Regions from separate parts of the Mus musculus genome. Here all the other regions are linked to region 4. Evidence: chromatin contacts called from public Hi-C, HiChIP or PLAC-seq and promoter capture Hi-C data. All regions are on one chromosome and are shown on one strand. The core of a region is the stretch at or near the end of the contact, and the rest is flanking DNA. Distances in the headings are between cores, read along the strand shown.

Evidence for each region. Promoter capture Hi-C pulls out the DNA fragments that hold promoters and counts their contacts. A called contact is a pair of places that touch in the nucleus more often than the background predicts. HiChIP or PLAC-seq counts read pairs in DNA pulled down with a chosen protein or histone mark.
Region 1: a Hi-C map of uterus shows a contact between it and region 4. The contact joins the enhancer-like site here to the promoter of Spring1 in region 4. A contact is called at or near these places in 1 of 15 datasets of contacts at CTCF or cohesin (the NIH/3T3 cell line), 4 of 484 Hi-C or Micro-C datasets (the C2C12 cell line, embryonic stem cells, muscle stem cells and 1 more) and 2 of 9 other capture datasets (adipose tissue and liver).
Region 2: a contact with region 4 is called in an H3K4me3 HiChIP or PLAC-seq map of the 230-238 cell line, with 16 read pairs. The contact joins the enhancer-like site here to the promoter of Spring1 in region 4. A contact is called at or near these places in 13 of 39 promoter capture datasets (the C10 cell line, the SN4741 cell line, cranial neural crest and 9 more), 5 of 484 Hi-C or Micro-C datasets (bone marrow-derived macrophages, memory CD8 T cells, nephron progenitors and 2 more), 28 of 115 datasets of contacts at active chromatin or transcription factors (the 230-238 cell line, the NIH/3T3 cell line, bone marrow-derived macrophages and 18 more) and 5 of 9 other capture datasets (adipose tissue, embryonic stem cells, liver and 2 more).
Region 3: a contact with region 4 is called in an H3K4me3 HiChIP or PLAC-seq map of stem cell-derived neural progenitor cells, with 17 read pairs. The contact joins the enhancer-like site here to the promoter of Spring1 in region 4. A contact is called at or near these places in 4 of 39 promoter capture datasets (the C10 cell line, cranial neural crest, embryonic stem cells and 1 more), 15 of 115 datasets of contacts at active chromatin or transcription factors (the 230-238 cell line, the NIH/3T3 cell line, craniofacial prominence and 8 more) and 2 of 9 other capture datasets (adipose tissue and pancreatic islet).
Region 5: a promoter capture Hi-C map of liver shows a contact between it and region 4, with 5 times the contacts expected there. The contact joins the enhancer-like site here to the promoter of Spring1 in region 4. A contact is called at or near these places in 4 of 39 promoter capture datasets (the C10 cell line, cranial neural crest, liver and 1 more), 2 of 484 Hi-C or Micro-C datasets (bone marrow-derived macrophages and extraembryonic endoderm stem cells), 9 of 115 datasets of contacts at active chromatin or transcription factors (the 230-238 cell line, the NIH/3T3 cell line, bone marrow-derived macrophages and 5 more) and 3 of 9 other capture datasets (adipose tissue, liver and pancreatic islet).

Annotation. Positions count from the first base shown.
Region 1 is chr5:118,512,883-118,515,582 of GRCm38.p6, forward strand. No RefSeq gene overlaps it. Among named protein-coding and RNA genes, the nearest start is that of Gm46921, 22 kb to the left of the region's middle. Within about 2 kb of position 1,374, at least 187 of the 459 cell types and tissues checked have an H3K27ac peak or open chromatin away from gene starts, as enhancers often do. A contact at or near this core is called in the C2C12 cell line, the NIH/3T3 cell line, adipose tissue and 3 more, where this site is marked.
Region 2 is chr5:118,720,338-118,723,037 of GRCm38.p6, forward strand. It overlaps Med13l (mediator complex subunit 13-like), which reads left to right. Exons shown (of 31, transcript NM_172424.4): 6 at 1,038-1,232; 7 at 1,428-1,601. Among named protein-coding and RNA genes, the nearest start is that of Gm42015, 120 kb to the right of the region's middle. Within about 2 kb of position 1,349, at least 8 of the 459 cell types and tissues checked have an H3K27ac peak or open chromatin away from gene starts, as enhancers often do. A contact at or near this core is called in the 230-238 cell line and pro-B cells, where this site is marked.
Region 3 is chr5:118,634,372-118,637,071 of GRCm38.p6, forward strand. All of the region lies in intron 2 of Med13l (mediator complex subunit 13-like), which reads left to right. Among named protein-coding and RNA genes, the nearest start is that of Med13l, 75 kb to the left of the region's middle. Within about 2 kb of position 1,265, at least 75 of the 459 cell types and tissues checked have an H3K27ac peak or open chromatin away from gene starts, as enhancers often do. A contact at or near this core is called in adipose tissue, pro-B cells and stem cell-derived neural progenitor cells, where this site is marked.
Region 4 is chr5:118,243,861-118,246,560 of GRCm38.p6, forward strand. It overlaps Spring1 (SREBF pathway regulator in golgi 1), which reads left to right and starts at 1,367. Exons shown (of 5, transcript NM_001081236.1): 1 at 1,367-1,598. The coding sequence starts at 1,488. It overlaps Rnft2 (ring finger protein, transmembrane 2), which reads right to left and starts at 1,165. Exons shown (of 11, transcript NM_001109902.1): 1 at 1,112-1,165.
Region 5 is chr5:118,593,324-118,596,023 of GRCm38.p6, forward strand. It overlaps Med13l (mediator complex subunit 13-like), which reads left to right. Exons shown (of 31, transcript NM_172424.4): 2 at 10-247. Among named protein-coding and RNA genes, the nearest start is that of Med13l, 34 kb to the left of the region's middle. Within about 2 kb of position 1,313, at least 37 of the 459 cell types and tissues checked have an H3K27ac peak or open chromatin away from gene starts, as enhancers often do. A contact at or near this core is called in adipose tissue and liver, where this site is marked.

The DNA of each region.
Region 1 (2,700 bases), core at 124-2,623, 270 kb after region 4:
TTAGCAGGAGGGACCCCTTCTCTGCTGGAGAACTCATAGAAGATTTCCCCTGACCCCTGTGAGGGAGAAATAACTGGAGGTGAGAAGCCCCCACCCCCAGGATGGGGCTCTGGTGCCAGCTGGATTGTTCTGCTGGAATGTTCCTGCTAGAGTTGACCCTTTAGCCCTCTTCTGAGGTAAGCTGGTAGGGGAGACCACAGGGAAGCAGGTCTAGAAGGCAAGATGGCTTTCTTAGCAATTTAACTCTGTGAGATCCAAGCAGGTCAGCAAACTGGTCTGACTGACAGTGGTCACCACTCCAGGAATGGTAATTATCCCAGGTGACCCTAGGGAGCCATGCCAGTAGGGACAGTCCATAACCCCACCCCCACTACCTTTAAGTTCAGGCTACACAGAGTCACTTGTGTCAATATATTGTTGTACAAATTTGGTAGTTTATGACATGTCCTGGCACCGTTGAGACCCAATTATGAGAAGCCAGAGTGGAACTGGGAACCCAAAGTTGGAAAAGCTGTTAGCTTCTGGCAACGGATCTCCTCCAACTTCGCTGTTCCTGGCCTCAAAACACTTAACAACAAAAATCCATTTTTAATGAGAATTCTTTCTCTTTTTTTTTCCTTTTATTTTAAACCAGCGACTTCACACTTTGGGCCAGCAGACTCCAGCCTCCCTTACAAGCAAGAATTGACTCTAAACTGATTATGGGGGGCGCGCGGGGGGGGGGGGCGTGTCCGGTGGGCTGCCCGGTCAGAGTGGCTGAGGCAGTGATTGACTGGGCATTAAGTCATTTGGTTCCCACTGTCCTTCAGTACAAGCCTGGCCAGCCGGGCCAAGTAAAAACTCATGAGAGTCATTTTTATCACACAGGCAACGACTGCCTGGCTGTCTGAGTTTCCGTCTCCCCAACAGATTACGAATCTTACAAACCATCTATTATCCACTCGGCAACTGGCAAACGTGAACTTGGCCAACACCGAGGCAGAACGCTGACAGAACGCTGAGATCCAAGTCAGAAGAAGTGGGAGAAAGAGAGAAAATTTCAGAGACGAGCCAGACAATTTCTCAACCTGTAAAAACATGTTGTATTTACCAGGTCTGGTACGGAAGCCAAACTTGGGGCTCGGTGTTTGTCTTGGGCCCTGGGCCTGGGTTCTGTCTGATGCTCCCAGAACACTACGCCCCTCCTCCCTCTCCTCACATCTGATGATTGGCGTATTGTTTAGAGACGAAGAGGGACGATCTCGCGCTCCGGAGGAAGCTGGCAAGAAAGTTCGATTCTATAAAAAGAAGCGCGCGGTCAGGGTTCGGTTTCCTATTCTGACTCAAGGCAAAGAGACTCAGAAATTCCAACCCAGAGGGTCAGGATGGGCTCCAGAGCCTGTTCCCTCGCCTCCTGCCTCCTCCCTGTTCTCGCAACTGGCCAGCTGGGATTACACAACTCACACTAATTTTATTCCGCACGCGGCTGTTTCTCATTAGGAACCGGGATTTTTTTTTTTTTTTTAAACCTCTCGGTGCCGTGTCACTCGCGCCGGATCCAGGTGAGTAATTCCACTTCAGAACAGGAGCATTCTATTCGCACCGCAGGCGGGACTCTGAGAGACGTGCGTTTGACGCGTCGTCCAGGCAGAGACCTCCATGTTTTTGCTCGCGGTGCCAAGAGCCAATTTTCTCCTCTGAATTCCTAACTCACCAGTCTCATGGGTTCTATTCCTATTCCACTGGGGAGGAGGGAGGCGAGAACACTTGAGTCAACCCGGAGAATGTTTTTTGGATACCCAGTACCTGACAACGGCTTCCGAAGGGGTCTGTCTTCTCTCCCCTCGCTCCCCCTGCCCCCTTTTAAAAGCTGAATTCGCCAGATGTTCTGAGAGTATCTAAAACCTGGCTTTCCTGTCTTCCACATGCATTATGGTGTTGGATCCAAATCACAGCACGTCCTCAGTGGTTCTGGAGAACTAAATGAATACAGAGACGAACCTTTCTCTTAAGTGTCTGAAACCATCAGACCTAGGTGTTCGCATCCCGGTCCTTGGGATGCCTCTGGACCAAACTCACATTTGTAAACAGTAATGTGGCTTCCTAACATTAGCCTCACGCACCCTCCTTGTATATTCTTGGCTGTGTACCAGAGGAGGCAGAGCAGCTGCATCTCCCTAAACTCTCTGGGTAGAGTGAAGTGCAAGGGATGGCTCACTTGTGACTTTACTGAACCTGAAATTCGGCTGGGGGCAGGGCTCAATGTATATAGAGCACTGTAGTGTATAGTGTTATGTGCAGAGTCCTGGCTTTGATCCCTAACACCACTAAAAGAAAAACAAACAAACAAACAAACAAAAAACAAAACAAAACAAAAAAACAAAGGAAGGGCTTCAGCCACATCTGGAGAGAGCTGGGTAGGCAGTTGCCCTCTTGTCTTTGGGACTCCAGGCACCCCTGTGCCTAAGGAAGGTAGAACTCCCCCCATCCCGCCAAAGCTCCCTCTGGCTGGTACCCTGCTTTGCATAGAACAAGCCTGAGCACACCATGCCACCTTGCTAGGCCCTCGCCAGAATCCAAGAATGGCGCATTAACCAGATGGAATGCAACATGCATGTAAAGAAATAAGAGCCGTGCCAGGAAAGTTGGCAGGCTTTCTGGAATGCTTTAAACAGTGTGTGTGTGGGTAGAAAGAGTGAGCCCCGAGTCGGCCAGGCGGTC
Region 2 (2,700 bases), core at 99-2,598, 480 kb after region 4:
CAGGTCAGAGCTGGATATGACATAACCTATGTCCTCAGTTCTGGGGCTCTGAGCCTGGCAAATTCCTGGGGCTTTCTGGCCAGCGGGCAGTCTAGCCAGGTCTGTGGGCTTTGTATTCTGTGAGACACCTTGTCTCTCCTGCAATGGTGGAGCTCCAGGAAGGTGGCCCAGCGGGGAAGTTTCCCCAGATAAGCACTCAAGTGCTAGAACAGACTTCTGCAGACCGTCCTCTTACCTCCATATTTGGACACACAAATTAATTTAAAAGACAAAGATGCAGAGAGGAAGACCTCTGACATTAATCCTGGTCTCCAGACTCACAGGCACACACATGTGTGCACGTAGACTGCACACATACATGCAGTGCACACACAAAGCTACAGGGAAATGGGGCACTTCCCACTCTGAGTTGTCTAGTCCCCTAGAAAGGATTATTCCGAAGACTTGTTCACAGGGCCACAGTGTAAGTGCCATGGTAGCCTAGCTTGCTTCTAACTCCACCAAAACAACCTTGGCTTCAAAGACTGCAGGAAGCAGAACTAGTGTCAGCTCCATACTGGAGTTCACACGGCCTGAGCATGCTCATCATGCATCCCTGAAGATGCACGTCATGCTCTGGGCATTAAGATCTGCTAGTAGGCGTTTATTGTTGTTATTATATACTCTATATTACCTATTATACTCTGATTATTGCATGTGTAGGGTTCTCAGGATCCACATCAGTGCTGAGTGCCATATAGGCCTGGGTCCATGCCCATGTTGATCAGCCATTATCCATACATAGTCATGAATTTTAATGTGTAGTTGATTTATAAAGTATATAATGATAGAATTAAAAGTGTAATGGTATCCCAACTTGATATTTTAGAAAATTGATGTAATTAAAATACATATAAATAATTCTAAAGTAAATTTTGAAACCACACTGTGAAAGACTTAGGATATAAATCAAAGGGCATGAAGTGTAGTGCTCTCTTTTAACCTAAAATGACCAAATAGCTAGGATTATATGTGATACCTGTCTCTCCTTTCCGTAGTACTGGTGAGTCCTTACGGCTTAAATGGCACACTAACAGGGCATGCATACAAGATGTCTGACCCGGCCGCCCGCAAGCTGATTGAGGAATGGCACTGTTTCTACCCGATGGTGCTGAGGAAGAGGGAGGAGCCTCGAGAAGAGGCTGAGCTGGGGTATGACGACGACTTCCCGGTGGCAGTTGAAGTCATTGTTGGTAAGAAAGTGTTTGCCTGGGGAATTGTGTTTTAACTCCAATGGCCCCTGCTTCCTGTCCCTTGTGCTGTCATGGTGACTCTGGCACACATGTTCAAGCAGGTGTGCTTGTGCAGGACTTCCTCTTCTCTGTGTGACCTGCTCACTGAGTCAGTGTCTCAGCCTGATCCTTGCTGTCTGTCATCTCTCCTCACAGGTGGCGTCCGGATGGTCTACCCTTCGGCTTTCGTGTTGGTCTCTCAGAATGACATCCCAGTTCCTCAGAGTGGGCACGGCACAGTTGCACAGCAGGGGCTTGGTAGTGTGAAAGACCCCAGTAACTGTGGGATGCCTCTGACGCCTCCCACCTCCCCAGAGCAGGTGGTTATAGGTGAGTGCGACCCAGTGTGCCCCTAGGAAGGAGGATTCCCGGACCACCATCAGCATTGCAGAATCCCTGATGAAGTGGTGGAGCTGGGCCAAGGGGTAGTGTGAGAAGGCTGAGTGGCTGTATCTCAGAGTTGTGCCTGTGCCAACTTAGTCTCTAGTCCATGGATTGTGTTGGTGCATTCCTTATTTCTGCACACACAATTACCCTGTCACACGTCATGTCCATGTTTCTGCACATGAACAGGAAACTATATATGAGTAGCCTGTTCCTGGTCTTTTATATAAACAACAGTGGCAAATACGATGTGAACTTTGTGCCTCAGTGGCCAGATGCCTGAGACGCCCGTGGGGGAAGAGGATTTGTCTGACTCCCAGTTACAGAGGGAGCCCACTGTTGCTCGGCTGCATGCATTCAGATGGAGCAGTATGGGAGTGGGAAGATGTGGGAGGCAATTCTCAGTCTCTTGTTGGATACAGAGTAAAGAGCACAGAGCAGGTGACCAGGGCCAGGCTGCAGTCCTGAGGGCATGTTCCCTAGGGTCTTGCTTTCTCCAGCAGGTCCCACCGGCCCTTTTACCACTGCTCAGTGAACTCGGAAGGGTTCATCCTTTGATTTAGTCAGAGGAACTGTGTCTCTTGAGGTGCCTTACAGACATGATGCCCTGGAGGTGTTTCCTAGTCCAGTCAAATGGACAGTCAGAGTTAACCATCAGAAGCCTTGGACCAGGGAGAGTTGGAACCTTGCCTAGCTGACAGTTGCTACCCAAGGACAAGTATGCAGTGATTCTCTCTCCATTGTAAGAGAGTGTTAGATTAGTGTGACACTGAGTCTCTACTGATCTGCTTTCTGAAATAAGCAGCCACAGGCGCCCCCCCCCCCCCCCCCCAGTCCTCCAAATGGAGAGATTGCTTGAATGGAGAACAAACAGTTTGATTCACTTTGTTGAGTGACAGGGCTCCTGTATTAACACTCCTGGCTGGAGTTAGCCCGTTCTGGTTGGAAATCCACCAGCAGTTGTGTGGTGGTGTCCGTAGTTCAGAGACGCTTACGGTGTCAGGAAGCTGGGTGTAGATTAGGTGAGAGTGTTTTATGTGCACCA
Region 3 (2,700 bases), core at 15-2,514, 390 kb after region 4:
AAGAAGCCTGCCTTGTTGATGAAGAAAGTAGTATAGGTCCTTAACAGGATACACTAAAAACTCAGTAACTGCTTTCTGCTGTATTTGGGAATCCTTCCCGTGTATAAAACATGACTTCAGTTTCCCTGCTACCTGCTACAGCCCCACCCTGGCAGCGCTCAGTTCTCATAGACAGTTCAGGTGCTGTCCTATCCAGCAACTGGTTGTTCCTTTCAGGAAGTTTCTCTGTTGTCCGAGTTTTCTTTCTGAGCCATTTCTTTACTTTTATAAACTGATTTTTAATCTGTTGTGTGTTTAGAGACTAGTCTAGTTTTAAAGATTGAATTCTAGATAGAGAATGGTATTATTTCTCTGACATAAATCCACTGGGTTCATATATGTAGAATTTTGTCTTCATTCTTGAAGTCATTGGATGTAAAACCTGATCCTGTCAGAGTCCCTCTCTTAGGTTTCCAGTTCATTGGCAAGGAGGGTTGCCCTGAACAGTTCTGGGGATCTTTGTACTGGGTGAGGTGTGTTAGTTTAGCAAGCCCCAGTGTGTACAGCCACCACACACCACACCACACCACACCACACCACACCACACCACACCACACCACACCACACCACACCACACCACACCTCATGGGATGTAGGAATGACTGACAGCAAGCTGGTTTGTTCACTCTGAGTTTTAGGTTATTGGTGAAAAGGAGGCGTGAACATTAGTAAACTCACAGACACAAGCGGAGAAGAGTTGAGAGACTGCGTGGGCTTGTCTGGGAAGTGCTGTTCTGAACTGAGGGTTAGTTAATGTTTTAGTCTGTTGTTGCTTTGGAGATTGAACACAAGGGCCAGAAACATGCTACGCACACTCCAGCCTTGGACCAGGGTTTGAGAAGTAGGAAAGAGTTGAAGTGGATGAAGCGACAGGATTGGTGACAGAAAGGACAGCAGGCTTTGTCGGTGGGTGATGCAGAATGTTTCTTCCAGGACTGAAGGCCAGCGTGGCTCTCAGAAGGGCTGTGCGGGGCTGTGGAGTCAGGAGAGCCCAGTCTGAGGGCAGAGTGTGGGTCAGCATCGGCAGGCTGAGAAACTGGAATGGCCTTCACCGTCAGAACAAAGCTTGTCTCCAGGAAAGTGGAGATTGGAGATGAGGTGACTGGGAATCAGTGTAGTGGTGACAGTGACTCTACAGAGGGGGGAGACATCATGGATGGCTGAGTGCACACAGACAACTCTTAGAGAGCCCTTCCTCAGTCTTGTGAAGGCCTCCCAGTGGGCCCTCTCACAGTGCCTCCCGGACAGGCTGTTGCTGTAGTGCTGGCAGAGTGAAGGCAGGTCCCCCAGGAGTCGCCGCCACTTTCCCGTGCTTGATTGACATTTGTTCACAGACAAAAACTGGCCTTGGAAGTCTAATGTTCCCAACTGGCAGTGGTGTGTGCTTCTCTATGACTGTGTTAATCAGGGACATAGATGGCCCTTATGTTGCTACACTCTGACACAAAAAGTTTCTCAGCAAACACAACTGGAAATATTTATTAGTGCAGAGAAATTCCAGGTCTTTTTTTCTTGCGTGTGTGGCCTAATTTCAGACGCTCTGCCCCAGCCTCTGCTTCCTGCTCTCTCTCTGCTGTAACTAGCACTGTTTTCCCACAGGCGCTTCACGGCTGACAGAGGATTAACTGGTTAGTGCTTCCGCCAGTGGCCGCGTCCTTTGTGTAGCTAGCTGTCTCTCAGTGTGCCTCTGTTGAAGTTACAGCAGACAAGTGCTAGCTTTTGTGGCAGATGTGACCAGGTGTGAGAGACAATGCCTGGAGTCTCTCATGGAGCAGCTGCTCTTGTTTCTGTGGTAGAATTACCTGGACTTCCAAAACCACCGATGGTCACTAGTACACTAGAGATGGACTCATTCCTCATCAAGGTAGGATTCAGCCATTCAGTGCAGTTGTGGGGCATCAGAGGTCACCGCACACCAGAAGCCCTTCTCTTCATACCTTGCTCTTTGAGACAGTTAGCTCTCCTGTATCCACGGTCACCTCCAGCCACTCTTGCTTGAAAGATGGAGTTATCCAGCTCAAGGCTTTGCTCATGGATCATGAATCAGGGCAGCTTCTGTTTTGGTCCAGAATGGGAGGATGCTCCTGTGGGCCGTGTAATACGAGTTTTGTAAGGTGGGAGTGTGTCAGCCCAATGGCAGGAAAGCGCTCACCAGTTGACATAGGGCTGAGGTTGCTTTCTGTGGTAAAGATAAACGAAGAACAGTTCTTTCTGCACTGACTGAGGGAAAAACCTTAAGACCTGCCTCCTTCCTTAAAAATTAATTGCATTATATGGCAGTTAGCTGGAGTGACTTCATTTTGTCCAATGCCCCAAAGGTTAGTTTTCCTTATTGTATGGGACGTTCATTTGAACATTGCCATTTATAGCAGAAGTATAGTATAGATCAGTAGCAGTTTGTGGGTGTTTGGGTCCCCATTTTGTGTGGGTAAGGACAAGGGGACATATAATAAATAAGGAGTAGTTTGGAGGCATGGTTAGAAAAGAGGAACTTGGCTTAGGTTCAGACATGTGTGTGTGTGTGTGTGTGTGTGTGTGTGTGTGTGTGTGTGTGTGTGTGTGCGCGCGCGCGCGCACACTGCTATAGCTTTCGGGGAAGGCTCTGCTGGCCTGTTTTTCTTTTACATTTTGTTTTTAGTTATGTCCATGTGAATGCTGGTG
Region 4 (2,700 bases), core at 117-2,616:
TACCTCCCCACAGCACTTACCAGTCATTGACATGTGGGTTTGTTTACTATGACCCTTGAGAGGTCCTGTGTCTGGGCTGCCCGTCCACCTTGGAGTTGCAGAGATGGAAGGCCAACGTCTCTGTAGAGATTAGATCACCTTGATTTTCCCCAGCGACAGATCCGCACACACCTCGTCCTACCTCCCGCACCAATAGAAAGCCAAGAAAGAAGGGCAAGGCTTGGAGAGAGACTCCATATGGCTACTGCTCCTGCAGAAGATCTAAGTCCAGTTCCCAGCACCCACAAGGGTGGCTCACAACTACCTGTACCTCCAGCTGTAAGTGATCTGACTCCCTCTACTGACCTCGGAGGGCACCTGCACTCCCATGGGCAAACCCACTCTAACATATAATTAAAAAATAAATACATACATAAATAAAATCTTTAAAGAAATAAAGAATATGCTTCCATGAACAGGCTCAGTTTCCCGGCATATTTTCCCTACAGAGAAAGATCCATCTCTTAGCCCAGGCCAACACAAATGGGTGCGGAATTAATTAATTCTGCACAGCCTTCTCGGCTGCAGCTAGCTAGGAAGCCACAGGCTAAGGTGCCTGCCTTTTCTGCAAGATTAAATTAGCTAGGAAAAGACTCCTTGGTATCATCGTCATATTCAGGCAAGCCCTCTATCACCTAGCTACACTCTCAACCAGGCCGTTTTATAAAGAAAGAAACTGTCATCCATCAGGTAACATGTCTCAAGAATTTGCAATCTGGCTTGATACTCCGGGTGGCCCCACTACTCCTTATCCTCGGGGAAACTAAAACACGGTATCCCCAAGTTTCCACCTACAAGCTTTGAGAAAACGTCATAAATTAAATGCCCACGATTCTGTGGCAAACGGGCGGTACAAGTAGGCTCGTATTGACTCCTGGAGCCCACAGGATGCTACAGAATGAATGAATGGACCATCTCCGTCCCACACACCCTGGTCCTCCCTAGGAGGCTGCACGGTCCCCTACAGGACGCTTGGGCGCGAGCGGCGTCCCCAGACCGGACGGCGAAGCGCCTTTGCCGCCAGGCTCGCGGGGTCACAGGGTAGCAGCGGCCGAGCATAGCCTTCATTTACCTGCCAGACACTGCAGCAATCACGGCCTCTGCTAATCCAGCCTAGCCAATCCCTGGCGTGGCCAGGGCGCCACGTGACTTCCGGCCGGCAGTGCCACCGAGAACGCGATCGGCGCTAGGACCCTCGCACAGGGAGGCCTGCCTCTAGTCCGAGAAGGTCCGCCCCTGCCGTCACATTCAGCCAATGGAGAGCCGAGGCTCCGGCAGAACCAATGGCGAGGAGGCATGGAGGGGCCTGGCGTTGGCGTCACTAGGTGGGGCGGGGCGTGCGGCGGATCACGTGGCCGGCGCGTTGGCTGCGGGAAGGTAAAGCAGTGCTGGAAGCGGATTGCAGGGGTCATGCCGTGGGGTCGTCTCTGCGCCTGCGCCCTACCGGGATGCTGAACCTGGCGGCGCTGCTGTGGCGCCGGCTCCTGCGCAAGCGCTGGGTGCTCGCCCTGGTTTTCGGCCTCTCGCTAGTTTACTTCCTCAGCAGCACCTTCAAGCAGGTAAGCGACTTCTCTCAGGACCTCCGTCCTTCCGATCCTGCTTCCTCCCTCAAATACTATGTCCTTCTCCCCATCGTTCTTCTAATCCTCCTCCTGAGCACTCCTCCCTCTGATCTAAAATCCTCCTTCAGCCCTTCTCCCTCCGTTGCGTTGTCCTCTGCCCTTCTCCTTTCCCCTCCCTAGCTCCCTCCGTCCTCCACTCCTCCTCCTCCCTCGAATTCTCTGCCTCCCCATCCTCTGTTCTCCTCTGCCCTCCAACTTCTTACCTCTCACCCTCTGTTCTTTTCCAACCCCTCCTCCTCGATCCTCACAGTTCCTCCCTCCCTTGATCCTCTGTCCTCTGATGCTCCTCTCTCCTGTCCTCCACCTTGTAGTCCTCCTGATATGCAGCCATTCAGTCCTCCCTCTGAGCCTCTGAGCCTCTTCCTTTCAGTCCCTGGATCATCCATTGGTCCTCCCTTCAGCTCTCTAGTCCTCAACCCTCTAGTCCTCCTCCCTCCGATTGTGTGATCCTCCTCCTGTCCTCCTGTGAATCGAAGGCCGCTAAGGGAGGCGTCCCACTGCAGGTCTTTGTACCGCCCCTCTTCCGTGCGGGATCTGGCTGGTAGGCCAGGCAGAATGGGGTCCTCAGACCTGTGCACCCTCCTCTGTCGCGTTCCCTGCTCCGCACAGCCCCAGGCTTCTTGATGGGCAGGAGGTAGAGATGGCTAGACCAGGAAGTGGCCAAGGGCTCTCTGTGCCTGTTCACCTGGGTGACCCAACAGGCTCCCTTTTGGGGCACAACTTGGTTGGGTAGATTTTTATTTTTTATTTTTTTATTTTTAATTTCTCAACCTCCCTTTCCCGTTTTTGTCCTGGTAGAGAGTTCCTAGAGACCTGGCATCCCACTGTAGTAGGAACCAGTTCCCAGCATTTGCCTAGAAACCACACTTGACTGAGTTGCATTTTGTAGGTCACCTGCCCCTCCGCCTTTCCTGCTCCTGTGCACCCTTTGATCCTGTTTTGCTGTTCTTACGAATATAGTTCTCTGGTTTTCTGTATCACAGTCCGTCTTTTGAATGGTTGCGCTTTTGCACAGTCACTCCTGGGGGGGGGGGGGGGC
Region 5 (2,700 bases), core at 63-2,562, 350 kb after region 4:
GTTTTCCAGGCTGAACTCACAGGAATCAAATGGCGTAGGTACAATTTTGGAGGGCACGGGGACTGTGGACCCATAATTTCAGCCCCAGCCCAAGATGATCCAATCCTGTTAAGTTTCATCCGCTGTCTGCAAGCCAACCTGCTGTGTGTATGGCGTCGTGATGTCAAGCCAGATTGCAAAGAGCTCTGGATATTCTGGTGGGGAGATGAACCCAACCTAGTGGGAGTAATACATCATGAACTGCAGGGTAAGGATTTTGTTTTTCTTTAAAAAATATTTGCATATGTTTTTTGAACAATTGTAAATTTTGGAATTTATATTTAGGAGTTGCTTAAAACAGATCCCAAGCAGGCAGTGGACAGTGTGTTTGTCAGAAGAATAGCCTCACTCCCCCACCTCCGCCCCCCACATTTCTCTTTCCTTAAACTCTCTTGTTCTTCCTTAGTCATGCTGAAAATTAGAACCTTGTAAGATCACCTTAAGTCCATTCTTTTATCATTTACAGACAGAGTCAACATATAGCCTTAAACTTGAAGCACTCCTTCTGGCTCAGCCTCTTGCCAACTGGGGTACAGGGGTTCACCACCCTGTCCTTCTGGCCTCTGAAATCATTACTGTTAGAGTACTGTGTACCCAGTGGGCAGTGTCTGGGAGGAGACAAGGCTCTGACCCTGCTTTTTTGTTTTGTTTTTGTTTTTGTTTTGTGTTTTGGCTTTTTCGAGACAGGGTTTCTCTATATATCCCTGGCTGTCCTGTAACTCACTTTGTAGACCAGGCTGGCCTTGAACTCAGAAATCCGCCTGTCTCTGCCTCCCGAGTGCTGGGATTAAAGGTGTACGCCACCACCGCCTGGCACCCCTGTTTTTAAATTAATAGTGAGTTGTGAGTAACTAGTAAGACAGCTATGTGAACAGCTCAACTCTTTGTTGGCAAATTGAAAATGCAGAAATCTAATGCATCTTTTACTGGACAAATCTTAAATTAACCTTGGATACTGTTTTCGGGAAAGATAAGTTTCTTTAAAGTATCTCAGTTTATTTCTCTTACTGATTCCAGAAATACTAACTTTTAATTAACTAAATTTTGACTTCAGTTTGCATCTGACACCTGGAAACTTTGAATTAATGCAAAAATATTTGTTAGTCTAAACTATTTTTTATGTTTACCATACATTTACAGTAGCAGAAAATATTATTAGTAGTTTCCATTCCTCTCGCCAAGTTTCTCATTCATGTCCTACAGAATTCTCTAAGTCAGGAGCTGTTCCAGGCTGTTCTGTGGTTTGGAGGCAGGCCTTCCCACGCTGCTGTGCTGCCCGAGGACTCCCTGAGTCTGAGCTGTGTGGAGCTGTGTGACAGGCTGTGCGCCTTGCTTGGCTAGCCCATGTCTCCGTGGGGAGTGCTGGCCCTTCTCTGGGGAGTGCTGGCCCTTCTCGCCTGGCTTTAGAACTTAATCCGCTCTAGTTAGTTTGTGGTTGAAATGTTGCAGGCATTGCTGAGATGTGTCGTTAGTTTATGTTCTTATTATTTATTACGGGAAGACATAAAGCAAACTCCGGTGTATTCTTGTGGGTCTGCTTTAAAGGTTCTAAATTTGCCTAAAGGATTTCCTGCCAAATTCTTGAAACTTGTTGGCAGCCCTGTTTGTTTGGTTTTGTTTTGTTTTTTTTCTCCTGTTGGTGGTGTATCTTGCCACAGCAGCTAGGGGGCAGTATAGCACAGTGGACTAATTGAGCTACCTCTGGGCTGCAAACCTCTTCCCTGATGCTCTAGTGTATGTTCACTCTATCTAGGGGAGGTTGCTTTCTAGTGCGCTCATCCGCAGACTCAGAATTTATGTCCATGTCCAAACCTCGTGTAATTAGTAGGTGATGTAGATGCAGCTAGAGCTTCACACCACCTACGGTTTGGGTTTTCAGAGTCTCTAAGAGAGCTTCTAGCTGGTAGGTTATATTTGTGTTTGTTTGAATGTAAAACTGTTGCATTCTTTTAGTTTTTTCATGTGTGGATTTTTAAACATTTTTCTCCTTTAGTTTCTCATCTTAAAAAAATATTTTAAACTATCACTGATTGATGGGAGGTCATGTGCACCATGGCATACCTGTGGAGACATCCTAAGGCTTAGGCCCACGAAACTCAGTAACAAGCACCTTTACCTGCTGAGCCATTAGGCCCAGGAAACTTAGTAACAAGCACCTTTACCTGCTGAGCCATTAGGCTCAGGTAACTTAGTGACAAGCACCTTTACCTGCTGAGCCACCTCCCAGCTCTTCCTTGTTACTTTTGGTTCTGTTTCTCCTTCCTGATGTCTTCAGTTCATTTCGTAACAAGTTAGAAAACACATGGCCTGGCTTGATAGCAAAGTGAGTGCTGTTGTGTGAGACCAGCTTGTTGCAGCACTATTAAAACTCGTGTAAGCATGGACTGCTCTTCCCGAGCTGCTTCATGTCACACACGTAGGTCATTAATGTGAGAATATACTGGCAAGAGTTAAGCAAAGATTGACTTATTTAAAAAAATTTTTTTTTGTTTTGTTTTAAGTTATAGAAATGCTATTTATTTATTTATTTTACAATCAAAGTCTCACTTTGTAGGTCTGGCTGACCTGGAACTTGCTCTGTAGATCAAGCTGGCTTCATACTCATAGGAATCCGCCTGCCTCTGCCTCCCGAGTGCAGGGGTTAAAGGTGTGGGCCACTTT